Regions from separate parts of the Pan troglodytes genome. Here region 2 is linked to region 1. A link is a contact called in public Hi-C data. All regions are on one chromosome and are shown on one strand. The core of a region is the stretch at or near the end of the contact, and the rest is flanking DNA. Distances in the headings are between cores, read along the strand shown. Region 1 has its middle 81 kb from the start of TAFA3. Region 2 holds the start of TAFA3 (TAFA chemokine like family member 3).

Region 1 (6,986 bases), core at 1,664-4,163:
CAGTCTGTTAGCTTTAGATCATACTCTTTTTGTCCAATCATACTTTTTTTTTTTTTTCTGAGACAGAGTTTCACTCATTGCCCAGGCTGGAGTGCAATGGTGCAGTCTCGGCTCACTGCAACCTCCGCCTCCTGGGTTCAAGCAAGTCTCCTGTCTCAGCCTCCTGAGTAGCTGGGATTACAGGCATGCACCACCACACCCGGCTAATGTTGTATTTTTAGTAGAGATGGGGTTTCTCCATGTTGGTCAGGCTGGTCTCAAACTCCTGACCTCAGGTGATCTGCCTGCCTCGGCCTCCCAAAGTGCTGGGCTTACAGGAATGAGCTACTGAGCCTGGCTTTTTTTTTTTATTTTTTTTTTTGAGATGGAGTTTAGCTCTTGTTTCCCAGGCTGGAGTGCAATGGCACGATCTCGGCTCACTGCCACCTCCGCCTCCCAGGTTCAAGGGATTCTCCTGCCTCAGCCTCTGTAGTAGCTGAGATTGCAGGCATGCGCCACCATGCCCAGCTAATTTCGTATTTTTAGTAGAGACAGGGTTTCTCCATGTTGGTCAGGCCCAGTCTTGAACTCCTGACCTCAGGTGATCCACCAACCTGGCCTCCCAAAGTGCTGGGATTACAGGTGTGAGCCACCGTGCCCAGCCTGTCCAGTCACATTTCTACATAGCTGTCCATACTTTGTTGAACCCCAGCATAAAAATGGACAATTTCCCCTGTATCTTCTGGGTTTTTATTCTGAAGGCTGCCATGTACACATTAAATCTGTTTGTCTACTTTTTCTCCCACTAATCTGCCTCTTGTCAGTGATTTTCAGCAAAACTTCAAAGGACGAAGGGGAAACGTTCCCTTGTCCCTGCAATTTGTACAAACACTGTTAATCCGTATCCTCTCCCTGAGGCTTGTGTGGCCAGGAGGTGAACCCAGGGGCCTGGGAGAGGAAGGCACAGAGGCTGGCAGTGGGAGGGCCCTCACACCCATGATGCCCGTGCAGTTCAGCCACAGGTGCTTTTGTTCCCCGGGGAAGTATTCAGCTGGCCCTCCTGAGGAAGGCTCACTTAGACGGGAACGCTTTTGCACCCGGCTGCTTCTGTTGGTCCAGGGAAGACCCTGTATGCCCTTCTCATGGTAAGGATTTCATGTTGTAAGGACTTTGTCAGCACCCTGCTGCACACAACAGATGTCGGCAGAGCTTCTTTCCTTTCTCTGCCCCCACTTGCACCAAGCCAGTTCTTTTGGAAAGTGGAAATAAATGAAAGAAACAAACTCCCAGGCAAGTCGCAGTGCTCTGATCGCCGTCCTCATGAACAGAGCATTAATTAATTGCTCACTCGCAGAAAGGAAAAGTTAATTACCTACCATGGAAACTTTAAAAAGAAAAAAAGGAAACATGAGTTTAAATTTTAATTAGGGCCCTTGCATGGTGGGAATAGAAAGGAGCTGTTTCTAATTGTGGGCATTTAAGGCAAGAGCCTTTTGTCCCTTTGTGCACCTCCTGTGCTCACCACCTCCCTACCAGACCTCCAGCCTGAACCTCCTCTCAGAATAGGCAGAGAAAATGAATGTGGAGGGGCCAGAGCACCCCCACTAGGACTCTGGTCATTGCCCCTTAGGGAGCTGTTCAAGGGCAGGGATTGAGAAACACAGGACAGGGTTCACTGCCCCAAACGACCTTCCTTACTGCTCACTGCTGCTTAAAATGTCAGCACCAGAAGAGTGGCAGATGCTGCCGTGTGCAGACCCCCTCCAGAAATGCAGGACACATTCCCCACCCTCAGGGAGCGCAGCCAGCCCCTTCCAGGACTGCCCTAGATCACACCACCTGCCCAGGCCAGCCTGCACCCAATGACAGATCAATATATACTATGAACACCCAGCCTGCTCTCCCCAGTTTAAGACAACTCTGAAGGTCATTCCAGCTCCCAAGTTCCCTGCAGGGTCAGCTGGGACTGTTGTTCAGACTGCAGTGCAGCTCAACTTCTCCCTCTGTCCAATCTCACTGCTGTTGCCCCTCTCTTCCACAAGGGATCATCCCAAGAGAACTCCCTAACAAATGTCCTGAACACTTATCTCTGTCTCAGAGTTTGCTTCTTGAGGATCCTAGCTTGTGACACAGATTTACAGTGAACAGTGTTAAAGTGCTATGGGAGGGATATGCATTGAGCAGTTTACATTTTATACAATCGTCAAGTTAAGGGACTATCAGAAGGCATCTAATCCAGTCCAATAGAGCACTCCCAGCTTAGCATTTGACCCAGCTAAGGCCGCCTTGATCTGAGCACTGACAGTGACAGGGACTCATCCTCTCACAGAACAGCCCTTTTGGTGCCCACACAGCTCCAACTGCTAGAAGGCTCTTCTCACACCGGTCGGCTTCTGCCAGGCAGAGCCACAGAGCAAGGGTCTATGTGCTTGCCAGGCTCATGCCAGGCTGTGAGGAAGACAGGATGCTGTAGACCCTGTCTCTGCCCCCTTGACAGATGAGGTCTAGACTGAGGATGTCAGCAGGGGCCTGGCTCCCAGCACCCTCAACAGTCCTGGGGACATGCATTTGTTCCGCATTCAGAGTTCCGTACTGCCCCCTGTATGATGGGGCCATCAAGCATACAGTAGGACAATACCCAGTGACCTGGACACCGCCTCTGTAAGTAGCCTGGTCACATGTAGGGTCATTTCCAGGTGCTTTTGATAAGTTTGGTATCCACCTGGGGCTCCTTCAAGGGCATCTCCAGCCTGACCCTGAGCTCCCCTTATAGCAGCCTAGGCCTCAAGTTGGAGACCAATTAAGCTGAGGTTGTGTCAACCCCTTAGCTGCTTGCTTGCTAAGGAATTAGCAGTGCCCAGGGACTCCCTGTATGACATCGCTTTGACCAAGCCAACTCGCGGGCCCTGTTGTTGCTCTGGCCCAGCCGCAGCTAGATGGCACTGTCCCATCACGCCAGTCACCTGCCCTGCCTGGCCAGCCAGGCTCACTAAGCACCCAACCTTGTGACTACAGGAATGCAGAGGGGGCCACACAAGGTTTCTGGACCCCAGCCCCAGATTTTTACTAAGGTAACTGTCACAGTCCATTGGAGACACTGCCCACCCTTCCTCCAGGGCTCAGAGAATTATTTGTTTATTCAACAAATATTTACTGAGCTCCTACTACTTGTTACGACTACTGGACTCCAGACCAGGTACAGGAGATAAGGCCGTGAGCACTGAAGACACTTTCCTGCCCTGCCTGGAGATAACAGACCAACTAGGGAGTCAGAAACACATGTAAATTCACATACCTGGGAAGTGTTTCAAAGGACAGGATAGGATGCAGGGTTGGGGAGAGGGGGTGTTGGACAGGCCATCCTGTCCTGCTCTGAGAGGCTGGGGGATGTGGGGGGTTCTGAGAGAGTGGCCTCTGCACTAAAGTTTGAAGGAGAGTCCAAGTTCACCAGACAGAGGAGGTGTCCTGGGAAGGGCTTCTGCACCCAGAAGGATGCAGATTTAAACTTTGTCAGCCAGACGTGGTGGCTCATGCCTGTAATCCTAGCACTTTGGGAGGCTGAGGTGGGCGGATCACTTGAGGTCAGGAGTTTGAGACCATCCTGGCCGACATGATGAAACTCCACCTCTACTAAAGATACAAAAATTAGCGGGGCATGGTGGCACGTGCCCGTAGTCCCAGCTACTCGGGAGGCTGAGGCAGGAGAATTGCTTGAACCCAGGAGCAGAGGTTGCAGTGAGCTGAGATTGCGCCACTGCACTCCAGCTTGGGGGACAAGAGTGAAACTCTGTCTCAAAAAAAAAAAAAAATTGTCAGAAGAGATTCGAGTCAGATTCATGGAAGAACATATAGGCTGAGGGTGGTGAGAGTGAAAGGGGATGGGGGTGTCTGCCAACTCCATAGGGTCACTTCCAGCTCTGAGGATGGGAAAGGAAGGGCAAGCCCAGGTGGGCACCAGCCACATTAGACATGCTCTGTGACACCAGCTGAGGTTGGCCATTGCCGTTTAGAGAGAGAGAGTACTAGCGAACTGCAGGCAGGAAACCCAGATTGTGAGGGGCCAGAAGGGCTGGGAGATGCCCAGAAGATCCAGACGAGTAGGCACCAGGAAGGGGAAGGAGTGCTCCCTTCTGGGGGCTCCGTGGAGCCAGGTTGTAGCTTTCTCCAAGCAGGGCCCACAGGACAGGCAGGGAGTGGAGAGGAGGGCAGGACTGTGGGCTGGTTCAGGCTATAGGACCCACAGACAGACAAATGAGTACAAATGAGACACAAAGAAGCAGGCAGGGGCAGGGCACCGTGGCTCACACCTGTAATCCCAGCACTTTGGGAGGCCGAAGTGGGCGGATCACCTGAGGTCAGGAGTTAGAGATGAGCCTGGCCAACATGGTGAAACCCCATCTCTACTAAAAATACAAAAAATTAGCCAGGCTCAGTGGCGAGCACCTATAATCCCAGCTACTTGGGAGGCTGAGAATCGCTTGAACCCCGAGGCAGAGGTTGCAGTGAGCTGAGATGGTTCCACTGCACTCCAGCCTGGGTGACAAAGCAAGACTCTGTTTCAAAAAAAAAAAAGCCAGCAGGACTTCCTTAGTCTCAGGTGGACTCTCCTGAGCCCCACACAGCAGAATGCTTCATCCTCTTGTCGTGGCAGCCAAAGACTTTTCCTCCCCTGACAACTCCATACCTACCCCATAAGAGGCCCCCCCCCTCTCTCCCTGGGCTGTTCCTCTGGGGCATCTACAACAACCAGAGCCTTTCAGGTAGTCCACACAAAAGTCTCTCCAGGTCTTATGTGGGCTGGAGCTAGGGGCGAGGGCAGGAAAGCCTCAGCCTCAGGGAAGAGGCCGCCATCTGTCAACCCTGGATGAGATGTGCATCAGCCTGAAAGCAGAGGAAGGGATAAAATGACCTCGGGAGCCGTCCAGCCCCAGAGCTTCCACTGGCTTGCTGGATGAAGGACATTAAATATTTGGCAAGTGCTCAGCAAGAATAGATGGGAGAACCCATAGCCAGGACCTCAAACCAGGGACTAGCAGAGGGCAGGGCCTCTGCCTCACCCTGGCTGGGCCTGTTCCCTCATTAGGACCCAGGCACTGTCAATTACCACCAGGCATGGTGAAGAGGAAAACCAATCTATAGGGAGATGTGCCCTCTCCAAAACATTATGGCAGGGACAGTAAGGAAATGTTGTTTCCCAAGCCAAGGTTCAGGCCTATTTGAAGGTTTAATGTGGTAAAAGGTCTAGGGGTGGGCTGGGAAGAGGAGGGCTAAATAATTCAGAAAGCAAATGGAGAAGTGGCTGTTGATGATGCTGACCGAGGCTTGTGTAACTGGCTGGGCTCAGCAGCATCCTCAGGCTCCTGGGAGAAAGGGCACAAGTGGGGATTTGGGGAGACAGAGGCAGGAGTGAGCACACAGCTGGCCGGTAGAATAGCTTGAAAGGTTTTGCTTCTCAAGGCACTTTCACAAGCCCCCTCCTCCCCAGGGCCCTATGAGGCAAGCAGGGCAGGTAAGGAGACTCTGGAGGCTGACCCCCCAGGCCTGCAGCCCAGGACCTCATGAGCAGCACAGCCCAGACAGGAAGTCCTCCCACTGCGTGGGGTCCTTACTTTCACACCACTTTCCTCTCTTCCACCTCCTGATCCCTGGGACAGTCCTGTGAGATACGTCAAGGATCGCTGAGCCTGGAGTAGCCAAAAGACCTGGGTTTTGAGCATGGTTTTGGCACAGCTAAGGTGTGTGATCTCGAGCAAGTTCTGTTCCCTCTCTGGACCTGCATAGACTTCTCACTTCTTTTTTTTTTTTTTTTTAGACAGAGTTTCGCTCCCATTGCTCAGGCTGGAGTGCAATGGCTCAATCTCGGCTCACCACAACCTCTGCCTCTTGGGTTCAAGTGATTCTCCTGCCTCAGCCTCCTTAGTAGCTGGGATTACAGGCGCCCACCACCACGCCTAGCTAATTTTGTATTTTTAGTAGATACGGGGTTTCTCCATGTTGGTCAGGCTGGTCTTGAACTCCTGACCTCAGGTGATCTGCTTGCCTCAGCCTCCCAAAGTGCAGGGATTACAGGTGTGAGCCACCATGTCCGGCCCTCACCTCTTTTTTATGATAAAAATGTGAAGATTGATATCTGAGGTCTCTTCTAGCTTTCATAGTCTCTGATTCTAAGCCCAATGAGCAGATAAGAACATCAAGGTTCAGCCTGTAGGTGGGATAAATAGGGAAAAGGCCTCTTCCAGTTGCTTTTACTCCTATCTCTTGCCTCCCTTTTCACTCAGCTCAACCCAGGAACATGAGAAGAAAGTGCCACCTTGCCCTATCTGCACCCCGGAGACCTATGTGGAGGAGAATCCTGTCTTCTGGCTCCTTCTCTTGTCTGGACCCAAAAGCAGGAAGCCCATCAGTGTTTAATGAAGCCAGGACCAACCTAATTATCAGGGGCGCTTGTGTTAATAAGCACCTTTCAATCCATGCAGGGAGCTAATACAGACAGAATAAAAAGGGAAGAAAAGTCATTAGCTTGAAATGTCTGGGCCCCTACCTGGGCTGAGCCCCATGAAGTCATTATGGGTAGTTACGGGCTCTAACCACCACACGCAGTCCCAGGCAGGTACAGATAATGATAGGGGAGCATGTGGCCCCTCTGGGGTAGATAAGTCATCAAAAAGGACAACTTTTTGTTTTTCGTTCTCTTCCATCCTGTTTCTTTGAGGGCCCCCACCAGCCCCTCCCCTGCACAGTCTGGTTTCATCCCTTTATTTAGAAACATCTGGTTTCTAAATAAAAGGAAAGAGTCCAACTTTCCTTTTATTTAGAAACAGGAGTCATCGTACTCTGAGATTCTGTAACTGAGTATTCTGGAAGCACTAAGAGCTTTCCTGATTCTCCCCTCCACTCACTCTGAGCCAGGGGTTGCTTGACTGGGGAGAAGCAGTGAAGATGGTGGAAAGTCAGTTAGACTTTGCTGATGGACTGGATGGGGGCAGGGAAATTGGTGGCACATGTCT
Region 2 (6,986 bases), core at 2,119-4,618, 81 kb after region 1:
GCCCGTGCTCCAGTTCCGCGCGACCCTCTCACTCATCCTGCGGAAAGAAGCACACATTCTGCTCAGCTCCAGGCAGAAGCTCCCCTGTGCACCTGGGCACCTTCTCTGTGCCACACACTCTGGGAGGCACAAAGATGGGGAGGAGGCACACCTTGTCCCCAGGCATCTTTCGACCTGGCACAGAGTCATGCAGGCAGTAGTGAGTGCTGCAGGAAGAAAAGGAGAGCCTTTGGAGGAGACAACATTTAAGAGGCATCTTGGAGGATGAACTAGCTATGGGCCCATGGAGGGTCGTGACATGGGAGGGACAATAATACTGACTCCTACTCTTTGAGTGCTTGGTTCCAGCACTTCACATGCACACTCTTGAATTCTTCACAACTGTCCTACAAAGCAACATTATTATTACCCGTTTTACAGATGAGAAAACCAAAGCTCAAAAAGCTAGGACATAACCTAAACAACCATCAGTAAAAGACTGGCTGAATACATCGTAAAGAGTCTGTACAAATGCAGTCCCATCCAGATAGCTGTAAAAAAACCAATGGGGAATTGCTTTATGTCCTGACACATGCAGTGATCTCCAGTGATAATCCACTGTTAAGGGGGAAAAAAAGCAAAGTGTAGAATGGTGTGTATACGATGTGTATAAGGCAGGCCAGGAGTGGTGGTTCATGCCTCTAATTCCAGCACTTTGGGAGGCCAAGGCAGGAGGATCACTTGAGGCCAGAAGTTCGAGACCAGCCTAGGCAACATAGCAAGACCCCATCTCTACAAAAAATTAAAAAATTAGTCAGGCATGGTGGTGCACACCTATAGTCCCAGCTACTCCAGAGGCTGAGGTGAGAGGATCAGGAGTTTGAGGCTGCAGTGATCTATGACTGTGCTACTGCACTCCAGCCTGGGCAACAGAGTGAGACCCTAGCTCAAAAATAAATAAAATAAAATGTGTATAAAGGAAGGATTATCTATGTTGCTCAGATATGCATAAACTAGCTTTGAAAAATATATTTTAAAACTAGTAATATTGTTTGCCATCCAAAAGGGAAACTGGTTGGTTGGGAGATGGAGGTAGAAGAGAGACATTTTTCTCCTGATTTATTTCTTGCTTTTTGAGCTGCCAACCACGGGAATGCAGTAGCACTTCAATTTAAACAGAATTTAAATTTAAAAAGGAAGAGATGAAACCGAGGCTAACAGAAGTCAAATGACTTGCCCAAGGCCAGGCAGCATGTGGGTGGAAGAGTTCAGAGCCTAGAAGCCTGCCCTCTGCCCACTGCACCACCTTGCCTCTGTTCTCTTCCCCTTTCCTTTTCCTCTTTCATCGTTGATGGTTTGGGCCTCCCAAAGCTACCCTGAAGGGTAGGCTGGAAATGGAGGGAATCCTAAGGAAGCAAGAGGCACAGAGTAGCTAGGAGCTGCCCAGCCATAGAAGGGAGCAGGAGAAGTCCCAGGATGCAGCAAGGCCAAAAGCTCAGGGGTGAGCCTGGACCACTGCTGGGCCCCCACAAGTGCCAGTGCAGCTTTGGGAATACCAGAGGCCAAACCAACTGCTAGGACCCAGTTGCTCCTCAGATAGGGTACTTGATCTCTGTCCACCCCCGCTACTCCCCATCTTCAATGTCTCCTCACTTACCTTTTTGGGGATCTTTCAGTTTCTGTCTGTTCATCTGCTGTCCTCAGACTCACTCCACCTGGACAAGTAGGAAAGATTCATAGGGGGTTGCAAAGGATAGAGGGAGCCGATGGCTCTGCAGGGGGTGAAGGAGAACCTGGGAGAGGGCAAGGGGGTGGGCTGGGCACTGAAGTTCAGCCCAATTCTGAAGCTGTTCTCAGGTGCCAGGGCAGGGACAGTCTCTTCTGGCCTGGGAATCTGGAGGGGCCCTTGCAGACTCTGGGATCACACAGGGTGGTGAGCCTGAGAAGGGTGGCCTGAGGGAGTTTCTCTATCCCAAGAGTGAAGCAGGGTGATGGTAGGGAGGGGTCTAAGAATCACAGCTGTCATCTCTCTGGCCTTGGGAAGGAGCTGAGGGTCAAGGAAGGAGCAGAACCTGACAGATTCCTGCTGGAAGAGGCACGTGGGAAAGATACCTGAGGCCCTGATCCTCTTTGCTTCCACCTCCTACCCACTATGGCACCTGCTTCCTGGACTCACATGGAGCTGGCTTGGCTTAGCAGCCCTTGCCCCCATTCCCACACCAGAGGGCTAGAATGGGGACACTCCAGGTCCCTGAGCCTTTGAAGGCCACAGCCTCCAATAGCTTTCCATTTCTCCCTAAGAACCTCTCTTCCCTCACCTCTCTAAAGGGAGGCAGAACTGAAACATATAGGATGGTGGGGCCCCGGAAGGACAGAGACCCCTGAGTCCTAGCTCCTAGGAGCGAGAGCATAAGGGGAATCTGGAGGAACACAGAGGAAGAGGTGCCAGTTCCCAGGGGATGGGTGTGCTCCCTGGGCTGAGCTTCCCACTCTTCTAGATGTGCCTCTTTCCTGAGTAGAGATCTCTTCTCCCTGCCCTCCAGGAACCCTCCTTTTGACCATCACAAATGCAGCTTTGTCTTCTCTCAGGTGATCCTATTTCACTCTGAGCTGCAACATCCTCCAATCCAACTCAGGCATCTCTCCTAGGAACCCCAAAGCCCAAAAGACCTTGGTGGGGTGGGGAGCAGAGGGGTGGGGGTGTTCATTTGGGCTCTCATCCCTGGCATTCTATTCCCTCCCTCCCTGAAACAGCTGGACATAGAAGCTTCTGGGATGTGTTTTTCGACTTCCATGCTCCTGCCTCAATTTCCTAGCCTATTTTTCCTAAATCCCAATCCAGGGGTTTAGTGAGGCTGAGTTAGCAGCCTGCATTACAAGGGTTTGAGGATGTGAACCACAAGAATCTTCAACCTTTCTTCACCTTCTCTCCCCACAAACCCCCCTAACGCCTACTCATTCCTCCACATTCTGAGCCCCCACACCTGGGACCTACCTGGTCCACGGTGGTGCCCACTGGTTCGATCTGCTGCCCTGAAGTCTTCCTTGCCACTGAGCCAGGGACCAGCACTCCGAAAGACAGACTTTGGGAGGGAGCGGCCAGCTTGGGTGCTGTCTAGTCCGGAGACCTGTCCCCTTCACCAAGTTGCTGCGCCCCCGGGACAGCGGGGTTCTGGTCAGGTTGGCATCATCCGCAGGGCGGGCCGGGCTCTGGGCACAGGGGAGCTCTGGGCCCGGCCCCGCCAGCTCTGCAGAACTCAGCCGGGTTTTTTCCAAGGTTCCTGCCGGCAGGCCGGGGAGCGCGCAGCCGCCGCAGCAACCGCCGCCTCGCCCCGGGCTACCCCCGCTCCTCCAGCCCCGCGTGGGCGCCGCCGCCTCCTTCGGGACAGTGCCAGGCGCTCGGCTGAACGGATGGGCACAGCCGAGACGCAGCGGCCCCTGGCGGCCGAGGGCAAGAGGAAGGGAGAGAGGACATCCGGCCCCCGCAGGTTCAGTGAGGATGGACACCTCCGTGGTGGCAACTCAGAGGAGGTCCCTCAAAACCCTGAAGGTCTTGTGGCCCCCAGTGCCCTGGCTCAGGGGAGGTGGAGGTGCTGGGGGGAAAGGAGCTGGGAGTGACGAGTGATTGACTAGACCCTCAGGGTTTTTGAGCTTTGAAGATTGCAGAACTGCATTGTCCAATACGGTAGCCACTAGTGGCATGTTGATATTTAAATTTAAATCTAAATTAATTAAACAAAACTTAAAATTCAGTTCCTCATTAGTAGGCACCATATTTCAAATGCTCAATAGCCACACGAAGATAGGGACTGCTGTATTGGACAGAGCAGATGTAGAACATTCCCGTCAGTGCACAAAGTTCTGTTCAGCAGCACTCTTCTAGAATGATATTTAGGAGGGAATAGTAAATGTCTCTTCCTCTCCCAGGAGTGGTGCTCTCAGGGGCTGGGAGGGCTAGAGGAAGTATGAGGGTGTGGGCATTAGGCAGGAGGACAGTAGTAGGCTACGAATGGTCCCTATGGAAGTTAAGTGTGAATACCAACATGGGAACCAAATTCTGAGACCTAGTTTCTTGTTTCTCTTTCTTTCTTCCTTCCTTCCTTCTCTTTCTTTCATTCTTTTTCTTTTCTTTTTTATTTATTTATTTTTTGGGGACAGGATCTCATCACTCTGTCACCCAGATCTTGGTTCATTGTAATCTCCACCTCCTGGGATCAAATGATCCTCCCATGTCAGCCACCTGAGTAGCTGGGACTATAGGGGTAGTCTGTAGTGCACTACCAAGCCAGGGTTAATTTTCTGTATTTTTTGTAGAGACAGGGTTTTGCTATGTTGCCCAAGCTGGTCTTGAACTCCTGGACTCAACTGATCCATCCACCATGGCCTCTCAAAGTGCTGGGATTACAGGTGTGAGCCGCCACTCCTGGCCTGAGACCCAGTTTCTTTATCAGAAAAATTGTAATGTAATTAATTGCAACTGAATAATTCTTTACAGAGATCTGTTTTGGATGCGAATGTATTAGACAAATGAGAGGAAGTGGTGTTCTGTGAATTTGAAGGGACTTTCCTCTTAGTTTAAGAGGCCTTTGGGTTTAGGGTGATGTGAAGGGGAGAGACAAGGCAGAAGATGACCAGTTCTGGGCCCTGAGCCACCACTGTGGCCTGAGATAAAGGGGCCTGTCTTGAGGCTGTCCAGTCCCCCTCCTTGGCTCAAGCTTCACACTCCCCCAGCAGGGCCAGCCACTAAGCAGAGTCTCACTCTTCACAGAGAAAAACATCCCACAAGTCTGCTTCTTCATACCCCACCCCCTTTTCTCTCTCACTTTCCGCTGCCTCAGGGATGAGTAGAGGTGATGACCTCACCAGGTTCTGGGGCAGTCTGAGGATGGAGGAGGCATAATGGTGCCAGGAATAGGAGGTGAGAGGTTCAGGGAGGAGGAGCCTTAGGATTAGGCCATGGCTGGGGGCTGTTCTGGAGCCCCAGGGAGCTGTTATCCTCCCTGCTGATCATCTGGTGCTGGGGCTGGGGGGGGTCTCTTGGCTTAGCTTTGCGGACAGCTTGCAGCCACACCATGGTGGGTGCTAGAAAGGGCAGGGAATAGGGAGCTGGGTGACACGAAGAAGTGGTAAGTAAACTGCCCCAGAAACACTGAATAATAAAAACAACCAGGAGTTATATTTGTTTCTTCAGTTGCTGGCTTGCTGCTGCTGTTATTTATCTGAGAGTTGGTTCCAGTTTTTCTCAAATAGCAGGGGAAAACCTATAGAAGCAGCCTGTTCTTTGTCCCCGTCTTCTTTTGCTGCTCTATTTGCCTTGGGGTCTGTTTTTTTTCTCTCCTGTGACTTCTTTTCCTCTGTCTCTCTCTGCCTAAAGCTCAGGTGTAACAAAGCAGGCATAGTAAGTCTACCAAACTGAATGACCACTGTGGGATCTTTATTTGGAAGCTGCCAAGAAAGTCATCCCTTCTGGGGACACAGTTTAGCCTGGGGAACAAAGTGGTATGTGGTCAGGAAGCACCTGGCCGACAGAGCCCAGAAAAGTTCCAGCCGTGAACTGGGTGCCGTAGTCCCTGATGGCTACCTCCAACTTGCTTGAGGGCCACAACGGCCTTGTCCCCATTTGAGATGTGTGGATGGGTGGTGTCTGTGGATACCTAGCGATCAACTTTCTGATAGGAGGTTTAGAGACAGAGCTCTTGTGGCATCAGGTCAGTACCACCCTCTCCCAGAGGGGAGAAGTTAGGAAGAACGGGCAGCCAACCAGGCATTGGGCTCTGTCCTGGTCTTCCAGTGAGTGAGCTTTTACTCTTCTTAGGCAAGGGCTTAGCCTGGCCTCTGTCTCTCCCTGGCGGTAGACACAGAACTTGCTCAGCATTCCCGGACTGCTCTCAGCCCTGGCCCTAAGAGAAGGATGGGAGGGGAGGAACCCCCACTCCTCTCTCTGCCATTGATCTCCTTTCTAGCCCTTCCTCCCTGATCCGGAGAAGTAAGCTTGGTTCTTAAGACAGAGCAGGTTTGAATGTCAGGAGGCCGACATAGGTGTGAATCTTTCACTTGACCGTGTGACCTCTTGGGGCAAGTCACGGTAAAATGACAGGAAGCGTCCAGTCCTGCCTCATCCGTGAAACTGATAGAAAAAAAACCATCTTGAAGGATTGGTGTGCAGTATAAATAACCTAATACTGTATGGAACGTGCTTTGTAAAGGGTCTAGTATGCAGTACTTCTTCAATAAATAGTATTTGTTATGTTGTTATTATCCTATTAATAGCTTGTCCTGCTGTGGTCAGGGAAGGTCTACATTGTGGGAAAGACCTGGGTTCTGAGAGAGAAAGGAGGGTGGGAGTAGCAACCGCTCTACCAGATCTAGAGGTGGTCTTCATGGGGAACAGCGCATCAGGAGCCCAGGAATCTACCCCGGCTCCTGATTCCGGGGTGGTCGGCTGCAGCCTGCGTCATTAATCCCGCAACCCCACCCGGTACCAGCTCGCCCGCTCTCGCTCCAGCAGCCCCATCCAGAGGTGGTGTCACACCTGGCGCCTCATACCCAGCGGCTCCCAAGCGCCTGTTTTGCTCTGAGGTCATTAGCTCCATTGGCTCTCTGGGCTGGCTGGCCACACCGAACCGAGAGCGAGGAGACCGCACCCCCTTGTCCCTCAGCCCCCGTCACAATGGAGACATTCTAGCTGTGTCTAATCTAGCGCACGGCTGAAATAAGGTTTCCTTCTCTCCGCCCCCTTCCCACAGCAACAGAACCTACCCCTAAGAAACGGAGGCGGGGCCAAGCCGGAATGGGGCGGGGCAGAGGCCGGGGGCCCGTGGGCCGGTTCCTGGGGTGGCCCAGAGCAAGGGCAAGTTTCGCCCGGGACCCGCCCAGCTGGCCGGGAGCCAGTAGCAGGGAAGGGCCGGCTGGCGCGAGCACCGCCCACGCGGAGCCCTGGGGGCGGGGCCTGGGCGGGGGCGGGGCCGCGGCCGAGGGCGGGGCAGGGAGGCAGCATGCTAAACCGG

The links. A called contact is a pair of places that touch in the nucleus more often than the background predicts.
Region 2: a Hi-C map of induced pluripotent stem cells shows a contact between it and region 1, with 4 times the contacts expected there. The contact joins the promoter of TAFA3 here to the enhancer-like site in region 1. A contact is called at or near these places in 5 of 7 Hi-C or Micro-C datasets (blood, induced pluripotent stem cells, a lymphoblastoid cell line and 1 more) and 1 of 1 other capture datasets (stem cell-derived neural stem cells).

What each region holds. Positions count from the first base shown.
Region 1 is chr1:118,389,463-118,396,448 of NHGRI_mPanTro3-v2.0_pri, forward strand. No RefSeq gene overlaps it. Among named protein-coding and RNA genes, the nearest start is that of TAFA3, 81 kb to the right of the region's middle. Within about 2 kb of position 2,914, at least 2 of the 24 cell types and tissues checked have an H3K27ac peak or open chromatin away from gene starts, as enhancers often do. A contact at or near this core is called in induced pluripotent stem cells and stem cell-derived neural stem cells, where this site is marked.
Region 2 is chr1:118,470,106-118,477,091 of NHGRI_mPanTro3-v2.0_pri, forward strand. It overlaps TAFA3 (TAFA chemokine like family member 3), which reads right to left and starts at 3,369. Exons shown (of 6, transcript XM_001155198.5): 1 at 2,975-3,369; 2 at 1,637-1,694; 3 at 1-37. The coding sequence starts at 36. PPM1J (protein phosphatase, Mg2+/Mn2+ dependent 1J) reads left to right here and starts at 6,941. Exons shown (of 10, transcript XM_009429244.4): 1 at 6,941-6,986. The coding sequence starts at 6,975.